Regions from separate parts of the Zea mays genome. Here region 1 is linked to region 2. Evidence: chromatin contacts called from public Hi-C data. All regions are on one chromosome and are shown on one strand. Each heading gives the region's core, a stretch centred on a gene start, on an enhancer-like site or on the middle of the called end of the contact. The rest is flanking DNA. Distances are from core to core; before and after follow the strand shown. Region 1 holds the start of LOC100285103 (TPD1). Region 2 has its middle 44 kb from the start of LOC103640880.

Region 1 (6,890 bases), core at 2,722-5,221, 510 kb before region 2:
GGCTCAGCTTCAGTTTCAGCACGAGCCGCCACAGCTTCGGCAACCTTTCTTGCAGGCGCAGGAGTCAATGCTCTGGTCGTCTCCATGACAGCGTCCAACACGCTTGCCATTCTTCTCCTCTTGGGAGTTATTGCGGTAGTTTTTGCCACCTTCGGCAATTCTGGCTCCGACGGTCCTTCTATTTCCTCTCGGTCTGGCTTCTCGACCGTTTTTCCTTCAACTTCGGCAGTTTGTTTCAGCACCTCGGCCGATCCGGTTGCAGAAACCTTCGGTACTGCAGCCGATTCTTTGGCGCTTCGACCGACAGGAGCAACTTGTTCTACTTCGGCAGTGGAAGATGTTCCTTCATCAAATTTCGGCACTATGGCCGTTTCAATGTATCTTGGCCGGTGGGTCAAGACCTTGATCTTCTTGCCCTTCGGCATAACAAAGATGACCAAGGTGGTAGTTTTCCTTTTCTTCCCCTACTTTCACGAGGGGTAAATGTAGTCTGGGTACACGAAGCTTATAACGTCAAAAACTCTGTTCAATCTTCTCTTGCCTCGCCCTCCGAAGGCTAAGGTCAAGGCATCATCTTTGGCTCTTGTGTATGCTCCAAGTAACTCATCGCTAGTTGCCTCAACACATTTTAGCCACTCGTCATTTGGTTCATCAAACTGGTCTCTATACCTGAAGGTGTGTTTCACGTAAACCAAACCACCTTGGTTGGACCCGGCAACAGTCTCCTTCGGCATCTCCCAGTTATCCACAAGTGGCCATACCCTATAGGCTATGTGCTCCTGAACCAGGTCTCTTGTGCCAATGAAGGCACAAACATTATTGAAGGCCTTCTGGCATGCTTCGGTATCATTCCCAAGCGCAGTAGCCGGCCTTCGGAGGACGAAGCGAGACCAGATAGGGCGTTGGATAATCCCCTTTATGTCTTCCCTCTCAGTCAGATTATTCTTAACATAAAACCATTCCTCCATCTAGGCCCCGGGCCACCTTTTTCGAAATGTTGGAACTGGGTAGCTTACATCAGAACGAGGAACGAAGCCATAACAACCGAAGTTGTTGTGATATTGCTCTTTGCAAGTGGCCTTCGTCTCATACAGTAGTTCGTGCATGTTACAGAAGCACTTTGCACTCGGTTCCAGCCCTTGACTTCTCACAGCCCAAACAAAGATACTCATCCTGATTATAGCTTCGGGAGTAATTTGATGAAGAAAGATCTCAAATGTCTTCAAAACTTCAACCAAAAAATTGCTCAATGGGAACCGAAGGCCTGCCTTCATGAAGCTTCTGTAAACAACAACTTCATTCTCCTCGGGCGCAGGGGCGGCACTGTCTCCCCCAACTCTCACAATAGACATGTCACGAAAGTATCTTCCCTTCATGGCATCACTCTGACTCTGTTTGATGGACGACTTTCCGAAGATGGTATGGCTTGGACGCCAGGATCGATCTTCAACATCTTCATTCCCGCTTTCCACATCAAAGTCATCGCTATCACCAGAATCTTCAGACAACCCAGCTAATATTTCATTCGTAATCTTTTTCGTGTTTGTCTTTTCCATTGCTTCGTAAAACCCAGCTAGGGCAGGGTCCACAATTTTCTTATCCTCAGACATCTTCTCTTTAGATGTATAGCAAACACTTGAGCAAATGCCGAAGCTTACAAAACAAGTGAAATCCGACAACAAGAAATTTAAAGCGTGCGAAAACAACACAAGCAATTGAAATGGCGCAACAAATGTTGTCGCTGTGGGTTTTTATTTATATGCCTAGTGCATTGCAACTTGGTGGGCCCCATTTGTCATTGACTTTCGCTATTCTAGCGAAGTGAAGGTGTTTTTTCGGACCTTCGGCTAAAGGCCTTCGTTCACATCGCGGTCTGAATTTGTTAAACAACAAATTAAAACTGCGAGGGGCTACTGTTGGGGGCCTTCATCTTCCGAAGGTCCTCAAAAACAGGACTAACATGTTTTCCAGTATAGTATACTGTCACAGGAAGCTTCGGGTTTAAGACGAAGGCGTGTATGGTATGAAAAAGCTTGATCTGGAAGGATAGACCAACTCCAAAGCTGTGGCTGAAGAAGCTTCGGCTCAGCACAAGGATGATGATGAAGGATGAAACGGACTTAAAAGGAAAAGACTGCTCAGTCCCCGACAGATTACCTTTTGGCTAATAGTAAATGTCGGGGACATGAATGTAATTTTACCCAGACTGCGTCATGTGCCTATAAATAGATGAACAGTAACACCGTACTGTTCACGTTAACTTGTAATCACTCGCACGTCACTCTCGGATTTTTACCTTCTGTCAAGCCGAAGGTACAAATATAACTTAATATCATTGATGTTTGTTCATGATTATATAATGTCGATATGAATAATTTAATGATTCAATATGTTTATTCATACTCTTTCTGTGGTACATATGTTCATATTTATATCTATGTATGTTAAAACGATGAAGATATATCCTTCATGACCTTCGTCCGAAGATTATTATATCCTGAAGGAAATAATGTTACAAAGAACAAAGACCTTTAACCATTAATGTTTGTGTTGCCTTGTTCTTTATTCATAAATTTTGAGAACACGTTATCAACAATTAGTTTTATAATTAGTTGATAATGGTATTTAAACTTTTAACGGGAAACATACTAAATTTTATAATTAGCTTGAATTCATTCGGCCCACGAACGCGCTTGTTTGGACGACGGATTGGATCTGCTCGCGCTCTTTCTTCTCCCGCATCCTCAGCTTCTTCCGCTGAACTGCTAACATTTTAATCAGGAGATCTAACACTCTGTGGTATATACGTTTAAAAAGGAGAATTGCATGGAGGGAAGACTATGAGTCTGAGTGTCCGACACATTAGGAGATCGTGCATGCCCCCCAGCAGCATCATGATGCCGTTCCATTCTGAGCACGGCCACTTCGCCAGGGGTAGACAGACGGTACAGGCATCCATCCAGCTCGAGTGCTCGTCGCTCGGCATCGGCAGATCCATGCCGTGCAAAAATGCAAGCGCATGCAGCGCACGACCACAGCCACGACGAACAGCCACACGTGCCGTGTGCAGGTAATCTGTCCATGCGGCCTCGCGGCACGTACGTGCGGCGTCACGACTGTCCCACGATTTGGTCGCTAGCTTCGACGTCGCCGGCTCGCCTCGCCTCGCCGCCGCCGCCGGCAGCTGCGTGGTAGAGGAACGCGAGCTACGAAACGGCCGGCGGCAGCTCAGCTGGCCAGCTGGGTGGCGATAGGGCCATAGGGGAACGCCGGGGGCCCTTGTCGAACCAGGCCTCACACGGATCGTTTGAGATCGTCACCAGCTCCTTGTTTTTTAGGCGGACCGGAAATGTCTCCGGCCTCCTCGATGGCGTTTGGTTCTTTATTCATTTTGAGAAGTTAAATGTCGTACAAAAATCAATATGAATATTTTTTTACCACTTTATATTGAGATTGTGAGATTCCAAAATAGAATACAATATAAACTTTAGAAACTATTCTGACTAGTAATAAGATTTTGGAATGAGATTCTAGAAATAAGGCAGGGAAGTAGGAACCAAATAAGATCTTCCCGTGCGGCCGCACAGCACATCCATTGTCCGTCGCCCCGTAATTTTTGCGATGCGCCAGGCCAGCTGATTAGCAGTATCCAAACTTGAATTTGGAAATGAAGCTCCATGGGAAAAAAATAAATCCGGTGGATTTCGTTCCAGATCCAAACCACCGAAGAGGAGGCCGAGAGCCATTTGAGAGCGAGCCCTGCCCTCCCTTGGGGCAGCCTTGACCAGAAGCGGACAAGACCAGAACGCTTTTCGCAGCAGCCTGCCCGCGACAGGTCCACTGCCCACCCTCCGTGGATCCACCGGACGGACCCAGCACCACCAACGCACATTCTCTGCTCTTGGCTCCCAAGTCCCACCTCCACCTCCACCTCCTCCCATATCATCCCATTGCCCGTCTCCATCTCCGCGTATCACGTACTTGGTGTCTTGGTGGGCGCACGGCGCGGCGAAGAAGAAGCAGCTGCAGCAGCAACTCCACCGCCGCACGCCTCGCGAGCATTCGCCTCCCTCATCGCCCGCCGCCCTCCGCGCCACCCTCACCCTCACCAGCACGTGCGACCGCGAGAGGGAGTTGGGGCGAGGACCACCCTCACCAAACCCTACTGCGAAACAACTGCCGGCCGCGCGCCGTGAGGATACCCACGTCGTCGTTACCGGCGACACCCTCCACCGTCTCCAGCTCCTCCAGGTAGGCGCCGCGCCGCCCCGCCCCTTCCCGTCCGTCTGCCTTTCCCCGCTCCCCGCGCCTCTGCAACCGCCGCGGTCCGCGTGCGAGCTTGCGCGCCTTCCATTGGTCCCGGCGCCGCCGCCATTCGCGCACCGACTCGTCGTCGTCGTCGTCGTCGGTGCGCGGCCGCCTGGCTATACGAAACCGACTCTGCTCGACACAGCGGCGCGGCCCGTCTGCATGCCAGCCCGATCACCTGGGACGCGCGTCGTGGCGCGCCGTGTCCCTCCCTTGTCGCCGCTCCATCCCTGGCTAGGCTAGGCACCGGCAAGGCCGTAGAGCCAGGCTTCGTTGCATGCAAGTGGAGATGTGGGGTGCTTCTCCGTTGAAGGCTTCGACGTGCCTCACGAGTCCATCTGTTCGACTCTAACTCGTGTTCGCTGCAGGGTCCCAGCGCGATGAGGATGAGGGCGCCGTCGTCGACCGGATTGAAGGCGATCGTGGCATCGGCCTGGTTGGCCGTGCTGCTTGGTTCCGCCTCCCTCGCCGCCTGCGATCAGGACGCAGGTGGTGTTCCCGTCGTGCTACTTCTCCGTCACGGCGATTTGGCCTTGTTTTTTTTTATCCGGTTCCGTTGCTCCATTCTCGTACCGACGTGCTCCGCCGCAGTTCTCTCGATTGTTTCTGTTGGGATTTTTGTGAGTTTGTTTCTGTAGTCCAGGGGTTTTCTCAACAATTTTTCTGTTGTGGAGGCTAGCCAGAGGTTTTTGTTCAATTATTAATCTACTCCATCGAACCTAGTTTTTTTCCTTTTCCACCTTCGATCACCAACACCATTCTACAATGAATACATACACTGCTGTGACAGCACGACTACTTTGGGAATTTTTTTTATCTCGATTCATGAATTCGTGCGCTCGCTACTTCATGGTCTTGTTCGGTGCAATTTTTCGTTGAATTCTCGAAACCGCGGGATATTTTTCGGTTGATTTGTTTAGATCTTTCTTTCGCTTTTTATTTGGAATTATTTCGCCTTTTTGTTCGGCCTTGACTAACACGTTCCATCCAACCAATCCCGTCTGTTGCTGCAGGATTCTCGCCGCCGCCGACCGCCGTACCAGCGGTTCCGCCGCGCCCGGCACTCCGCGCCGCCGCCGCCGCTGTTCCCGTGCCGGTGCCAGCTCCACTGCCCCGCAAGATACTCCGCTCGCCAGGTGAGTGAAACCGCAAGCCCCGTCCCGTCCTACTCCTGCTCCACGTCCCCGTCTCACACCTACTCGCCTACTCGTCCGGTCCGTCCATCCCTCGCCGTCCGAGTCCGACGGTCCGACCGCCGAGCCGGGGGGGGGGGGGCCCGCGCTTTCTCCGACCGAAGCCTGCTCCCGCTGTCCCTCCTTCCCTGCGGTCGTGCGGCCCCATCCCCAGCACTGTTTTGTATTGGGGTTCGAAATAGAAGCGGGAGAGAGAGGGGAGAAGCGAAGCCGGGGCCAACTGCTGGCTCTAAAGTTTCCATTGATTCGTTCTGTCGTAGCCTCGATAGCGAAGCGAGGGCGGGGGGCCCGCTGGCTTCGGCGCCTGCATCACAACCGGGTCTGCTGCATGCATCAATACTACACAACTGCACTACGGCCCGTCTCACGTTTTTGTTTGTTTGTGTGCCGTGGCACCGGCAATACTGCAGGCGTCGTCGCTGGCGGTAGCGGAGAAGGAGCAGCCGCAGCAGGGCCGGTGCGGCCGAGCCGGATGGACGAGGGGTGCGCGGGCGCGGAGGACATCGCCATCTACCAGCGCCACGCGTCGTCGCTGCCGAACGGGGTGCCGGCGTACAAGGTGGACGTGATGAACCAGTGCCTGGGCGACCCGGGCGGCGGCGACTGCGCGATCGCGGGCATCCACGTGCGGTGCGGGTGGTTCAGCTCGGTGAACCTGGTGGACCCCCTCAAGTTCAGGCGCCTGCGCCACGACGACTGCCTCCTCAACGACGGGCGGCCGCTGCTCGGCGGCGACACCATCTCCTTCGAGTACGCCAACTCGTTCCCGTACGAGCTCTCCGTCCGCGTCGCCACGTGCGTCGACCCCACCACCGCCCCGTAGTAGGCCGTTGGCTGGCGCCGCCATCCATGTCGCTCCGTCCGCAGTCCGCACCACACACGATAAGCATAGAAACTCCACCCTCATAATACTACTACCACGAGTATTATATAAAATACTAGTACAAGTCAGTCAGTTGCAGCAGTAGGACAGTGCAAGGCAGGTCTTTGGTTCTTGGATCCAAATGTAATTAGCTGGTGGTTTAGGTGATTTTGTTGGACTGTAGGATCGGGCGCTCGAGGGGGCGGCAGGGACTCCGCGTTTTGTTCTTTTGCCGATGTTCCAAGGTCTCGTCTCACGTGTACATGGACATGGCACGGATCGAGCGGTGGAAGAAGCCTTTTTTTTTTTAAAAAAAAGTACTAGTGTGTAACTGGATGCGGGATGTGAAATTTTTGGGCAACCAGGCCGGCCTGCTGTAATGCAAATCTTTTGCTTTTGTTTCAACAGGGAAGTGCAAAGCTGCTATTGAAGGAAGCGAGTGCTTTTCGTGTGTGTTGGCATTTGCTCGCTTTCTTCTTTTTGGTTGAGCTTCTGCTGCTGTCTGTTGCCGTGGTGCCTTGTTTGCT
Region 2 (6,588 bases), core at 826-3,325:
TAAAATGTGAAGGACGCGTTGGAGTGCGACATCTGCTAAAAAGTCAGATTACCATGCATGTATATATACAGTACATATTGATCGGTATATATACAAATGTAGTTAGACTACTTTATCTCTTCCAATAAAAGTAGTTAAACTACTTTATCTCTAACACATGGTGAAACCCTATATCCAAAATGTGGCTAAAATGGAGGAAAAATAAACAAAATTTGGCAAAAGAAACATAAGCCAAACTTTCCTAGCAACTAATAAACAAAAAAAATTAATACCCAAACCTATCTTTAACATATGGTGAAAGCCTAGTTTCAAAATGTAGTTAAAATTGAGCAAAAATAAACAATAACTAACAATTGAAACATAATTAAACTAATCTTCCATACAACACATTCACCATTCATTAAGCAACTAAACATGAAAAAGAGAGGGAATAGACAAAAACTAACCATCTTATGCAACCTCATTTGAGAAAATAGAGAAAATTACCTATCTATACTCTTCTCTCTCACATGTGAAACCCTAGATCCAAAATGTGGCTAAAATTGAGCAAGAATGAACAAAAATTGACAAAGAAACATAAACCAACCTTTCTTATCCACCTTCTTCCAAGAAATGAAGACCAAAACCTCCCCCCTTATATTTTTGTGAAATCTGGACCTCCAAAATCGCCTCCAATGGAAGCTGGCTGCGAGCATACAGTTCACTGTCGCGGGGAAGATGGGTATTTTATAACAGACAGTTCACTGGCGGTTGGTTTGAAAAACCGCCAGTGGAAACCTATTTCCACTGGCGGTTATCTTAACACAACCGCCAGTGTAAATAGGGTCTTTACACTGGCGGTTCTGTTACACAAACCGCCAGTGGAAATAGGTTTCCACTGGCGGTTCTGTTACACCAACCGCCAGTGGAAATACCCTATTTCCACTGGCGGTTGTGTTAAGATAACCGCCAGTGAAAATGGGTTTCCACTGGCGGTTCCTAAGTCGGGTCCACCTTGTTTTTTTTACTGGCGCGTGATAACTGAAACCGCCAGTGATAATTTATGGGTGCCGCAGGCTTTGAGCTCTTTTCTACTAGTGTGTACAGATGTTTTGGACAGGATTATTCTTTCATGTACAGAGATGTCCATGAATTTAGGACTGCTTTGCCATGGACACCTAAGGCCTGTCCTTCAAAGAAAGAAAAAGCGGGTAGCCTCTTCTATCAGGTGTGGGCGCCATTGTTTTTAGGAAAGCTTAGCTCTGATCTTGTGGCATTTCTGAGCAAAACACACAAGTATATCCATGTATCTGTGGATGATTGCTTGTGCATTATTTTAACTATATCCGCACGCTATTGGACACAGCAATGGGCCGGATATCTAAAAATATGAAAAGCACATAGATGACACACTACTCATTCATATATATGGAAGGCGCACTGCCCATATATCGTCCTAGATTGCCCCACAGGGAAAGGAGTTTCAAGCCTATCCATCTCTGTATGATTGCTTCTTGTGCATTTTTACGTGTCCTCCCCCCATTTACATAGACCAAGCTAGGGATCGGAGAAGAGTCACCCCCGGCCCTCCCCTTCGTCATTTTTTCATAGAAAAGAAGAAGAAGCTAGTAACAAGGACACATAAACGGCGTACGTGGACGCGTTATTAGCGTGTGGCTAAGCATGTCTCCGTACGTACGTCCCTTGGAACGCTAGCTGGACATACAGTCCACGTGAAATCTCTGCGTCGTTCCAACGCCGTAGTAGCTAGAATTTAGAAACACAAGAGAGAGACTGGTCGCCAGCAGCAGCTAGCCGTCGGCATCATGCACAACACCATGATGAACACACGCACGCGGTTACTCGGCCGGCGGCCGGCCGTCCATCGTCCGCGGACTGATCGAATGACCCTCGTCACTGCTAGCTAGCCACATATACAGCTGCTAAAATTCGCCTCGTGGAGATAGCTGCGGCGAGGTGGCCTTTTTTTGCCGCCTTTTTTTTCTCTCTCTCTCTCGGTGGGCGGGGGCGGGCGGGCATGCATGCACACGCAATTTGCATGCATGGGCCCGTGCTGAAATCATCCAGGGCTTCTTTTGTCCCCCGCACTTGGATCGATGCAGTCTGGAGATAAGGATCGCCTTCGTCGTCAGTGTCAGACAGAGTAGAGGGCAACGCCGGCCAAAGCTAGCAGAAGGAGATGAGGCTGCAGCAGCACTACTAGTACGTGAATTTTTTCTGGTAGCGATCGTTAGCTTGATCCCCGGCCTCCCGCCTTATCTGTAGATCCTACGACTGGTACAGGTCAAAGAAGCGAGCTAGGCCATGCATGCATGATTTGGGTGCGTGAGTTCAGCAGCAGCGCCACGTATCTATATATCTGCCTGCCTGCCTGCGCAGGGTGCAATAATAATAATGCAGCTCTGATCGTCGATTATTCAGGGGCGGCTATGCATGCATCTTTCTTTGTTTTCCTTTTCGACTGCTGTTTTTTTTTCGCCTGGAAAAGATGCCGTGTCGCGATCGAAATAATTGCGCGGCTTTCTGAGGGCACAGGGGGATTGTGTCATCAGTCATCGTCACTAACGAACGAGCTTTTTGCATGAATGGCAAAGCCTCTCAGTCTCAGCTATCATAGCTATGCTTTGCTACTACCTCCGGGCTCCGGCCGGCTCTCCATGCAATGCATGTATATGACGCGCGCAAACAATTAGGGTTTTTATTTTGGATGCTGATGCTATACCCTATAGTTTTGTCATGTCGTCCTCAGTCGCCACTTGGGCTTGTTTCTTTGGTACGCATTCGATCTCATCACCTTGCACACGCTGAAGGCTCTATCTGGGATGGGACTGGGAGCCTTATACAGATGAGCATTTAACGATTGCATGCTGGGTTGCATGGGCTACGATATATGTAAAAGGAGCTAGGTGTCATATATTGTATCGACCTATCACTCATCCATTCAGTGATAATTAATGCAAAAGTTGCCGAGATATGCATGCATGGGTGGATTCACACATGTCTTTAATTAATCACGAATAGTTATATGATGTACTAGGTCCATGCATGCCCCTGTATTCCCACGAGAGTAAAAAAAATATATGAAACATAGATACCGAACGACAAACATCATATGATATGTAAAATTCGTGTGGCAAACATTATCAATATCACACAAATTATTTCTAAAGAGTCAATATAGAATTTTTAATGACAGGAAAAATATGTCGAATGCCATCCTGGGAGAGATCTCCGACGGCGCGGAGATAGCGGTCTCGATGGTGTGAGGGGCGAGGGCACGGGACCGGGGCACCGGGCATCGCACGAGGCGAGGGTGGGGCGAGCGAGGACGCGGGGCACGGGGCGGCGTGCGGCTGACCTGCATAGAAGGGCGGAAGGGGGGTGCAGGCCTGCCATGCGTGGCATGCGGCGTGCGTGTGTCCTATGCAAAAGAGGCAGATGGGGCGGTTGGGTGGGCAAGGGGGCGTGCACGTGTGTGGGCGGGGGGAGGTTGGAGTCATAGTAGTGCCCTAGTCTACACTATTGAATTAATAAGTAGTAAAGATTATTTCTATCTTTTAGACCCTATTTAAGAGGGCTCTAAAACCGGCTCCAGTTCTAGCTACTGCATGAGAACCTCAAACAGTGCAAAAAAAACAGCTCAATCCCAACGATGATCACTTAAGATCCAGAGCCATTTTTTAAGAGATCGGAGCCAAAAAAAATTCGCTCCTATCGGTTCCTTCCCTAACTCCCGGTTCTTCCCTTTTCCCGCGGCTGGCCCAGCGCTTGCCGCCGGCCTCCGTCGCCCTGCGTCCGATGTCGACCGCCCGCGCCTGATAATGCCTCTCTCCCCAGCGTTCTCTATCATATAGCCCCGCGTCGGCCTTCGCTGTCAGGCGTCCATATAAAGCCAGGCTTTAGTAACATCATTTCATAATAATTTGATCATCGGTTTTTATAATTTGTCGTGGCCATGAATTATTTACGTATTATTGTATGTATATGCATGAGGTATTCGTGCAAATGGCTACATATATAGGGACCCTATGGATATTTGCCTTGTACATCAAATAAAAAAATACAAGTGAAGCCGTTTTGCCAAATGATTTGTTAAAAAAAGCAAGGCTTGTGTGGAGGAGCAGCTGCTCCTACAGAGAGACCAGAGCTAGAGCTATTTTTGTAGAAGCTAGCTAGAATTAAACAGACCCTTAAGATAGTGTTTGGTTGAAGAGCCAAGTAGAACGAATCCGTTCTGTCCCAGTTTTGTTGCTGTGTGGTTACAAAGTAACTAGAACGGAATGGCTCCAATTAGGAAATAATCTCCTTAGATCCGGAACCATTCCGCTCCAAAAAATCAACCGGACGGAGCCGCTCCGTTTCCCATCCCGCTCTCACAGTCACGCTCCGTTCCGTTCACTCTGCAACCAAACAAAAAACAAAGTCACTCCATTCCAGATTACTAAACACACAGAACAGAGCGGCTCCGTTCCTAGAATCAGGAATGGAACGACTCCGTTCTACTTGACTTCTCAACCAAACACTACGTACCTAAGATCATCATCAGATCTAGTGGCTACTATTCATTGCCTAATTAAAAAACCCTTTCCTTTGCATTTTTCTTTGCTGTACTACAACCTCAGAAGGCCCGGACCACCACACGCTTGTCGTAGTATAGCCAGCCACTCACGCCAAATCCGCGGTTCACGTCGTGTGCCGTACGTCCAAGTCACCATGCATGATGCCTCCCTCGATCAGCCTCACTGTTGCTTTCCTATCCAAGACGACGTACGTCCCCGGCACCAGAGGCTTGGAGCCCTCACCACCGACCGACATCGGTGAAAGTGAAACCGCGTCCCACGTTACGTACCCTGGAAAAAAGCATGCAAGCCGGCCGTCGTCCAATTTTGAGATGCATGGCTCACCTATGCATCGTCCTCGAGTCCACCAGCTGCACGCGTCTGCTTCGTTCCCGGCCGGCCGGCTGTGGTGAACCGATCGAAAAGGAACGGTGGAGGAGCGAGATCAATCTCAGTCAGTATGCGGTCATCTAGCTAGCTAGGGAACCCGATCATCTACGAGCTAGCGACACACACGTACCAAACACCATGTGCTCTGGCATGCACTACACATGCATGCATGCTAAGCTTGCCGACCTCACGAGTTGGAGACGTACTACGCAAGGAGGCGCAGTGGCAAGAAAGGAGGAAGTAGACATGCATCACTAGTAGAAAAGAGCTCTAAACTGACGGCACGTAGAAATTTATACTGACAGTGATCAGTTACCGTGCGCCAGTGAAAATAAACAGGTGGACCCGTCTTAAAGAACTGCAAGTCTGAGAACAAAATCCGATAACAATAAAATTACCGATTGTCAAATGGCAGCCACCAGGAAATTACGGAATATGAGGGCTGATTTGGTGATCCAAGATCACGGGAGGATTGAAGGGGATTGAGAGGGAAATTAGTTCATTTCCCCCTCAATCACCTTCAATCTCCTTGTGATCTCTTTGTCACCAAATCAATCCTGAATGGACAATGGAATGGAGCAGGAACCCTCCTCGAAGGTGGCTGATTGATCGCGCTGGGACTGGGAGGAGTGGTAGAGCAAAGTGGAGCTAGCACTGATCAAGTGACTTGACATCGTGATTATACGAGAGGAGAGCTAGCTAGCTACTAGGCTGCTAGCAATGCATTGGCGAAAGGGTACGCTCTGTAGCCATCAGAGGCTGGCAAAACCAACAAAAACAAGGATTGCCGCCGGCCTCGGCTACACCTACATATCATGCATCTTGGTTGCTTTCTTTCTTTTACCAAAAAAAAACCTGTGACGATTAGGAAAAAAAGATATTGTTCAAAGTTGAATAATTGAAGTCATGGCATTATTTTTTTTGAAAGACGTGGCAAGAGAATTGCCACGTCCAAGCTTTATTAAGAGGAAAAAGAGAGCACACTTACAGACACTTAACTAGCCAAACAACTCCCGAAAAAGCCACCCAAAAACTCAAGAATGAGAAAAAAGGATAAAGAACGCTACGCAGAGACACTAGCAACCAAAGTCAAAAGAATTAGCAATTCGTTGCTGCCCAAAAACATCCTTGATTAACCCTGCAATCACACACTCTGACTTCTCTAGGCTTTGGAAGGTTCTGCGGTTCCGCTCTTTCCAAATCTCCCACCAGAAAAGGATGATCAAACCATCAAACTCTCTCCTTGAGCATTTATCGACTTTGGCTCTGCACTTGTTCCACCAAGTGTATATTGACGAAGATTGTGCCATCCCTGGCAGCAACGCGAGGTCAAGCCAATGAGAAAGCTGCGCCCACACCGCCCTAGTGAAGATACAGTTTTGGAACAAGTGGGTTATAGCTTCTGGTTCTTGTTTGCAAAGTCTGCAGATCGGATCATTACTCCAACCTCTTTTCTGGAGGTTTTCAGCTGTTAAGATCTTATTATGCAGCAGAGTCCACGCGAAGAAACGACATTTTGGCTCCACTTTCGCCTTCCAAATTGGTAATAGATTGCACTTGGCATACCCTCCAATGAATTGGGCTAAATAGGCACTCCTGGTTGAGTAGGCACCATCATTGGTCCAGCGCCAGTAAATGG

Evidence for each region. Hi-C and Micro-C count contacts between places; a contact is called where the count stands out from the background.
Region 1: a Hi-C map of bundle sheath shows a contact between it and region 2, with 2.5 times the contacts expected there. The contact joins the promoter of LOC100285103 here to the enhancer-like site in region 2. A contact is called at or near these places in 2 of 25 Hi-C or Micro-C datasets (bundle sheath and leaf).

What each region holds. Positions count from the first base shown.
Region 1 is chr10:15,006,076-15,012,965 of Zm-B73-REFERENCE-NAM-5.0, reverse strand. LOC100285103 (TPD1) reads left to right here and starts at 3,971. Exons shown (of 4, transcript NM_001372174.1): 1 at 3,971-4,251; 2 at 4,677-4,797; 3 at 5,322-5,444; 4 at 5,912-6,798. The coding sequence starts at 4,689. The coding sequence ends at 6,324.
Region 2 is chr10:14,498,963-14,505,550 of Zm-B73-REFERENCE-NAM-5.0, reverse strand. No RefSeq gene overlaps it. Among protein-coding and RNA genes, the nearest start is that of LOC103640880, 44 kb to the right of the region's middle. Within about 2 kb of position 2,075, at least 18 of the 20 cell types and tissues checked have an H3K27ac peak or open chromatin away from gene starts, as enhancers often do. A contact at or near this core is called in bundle sheath and leaf, where this site is marked.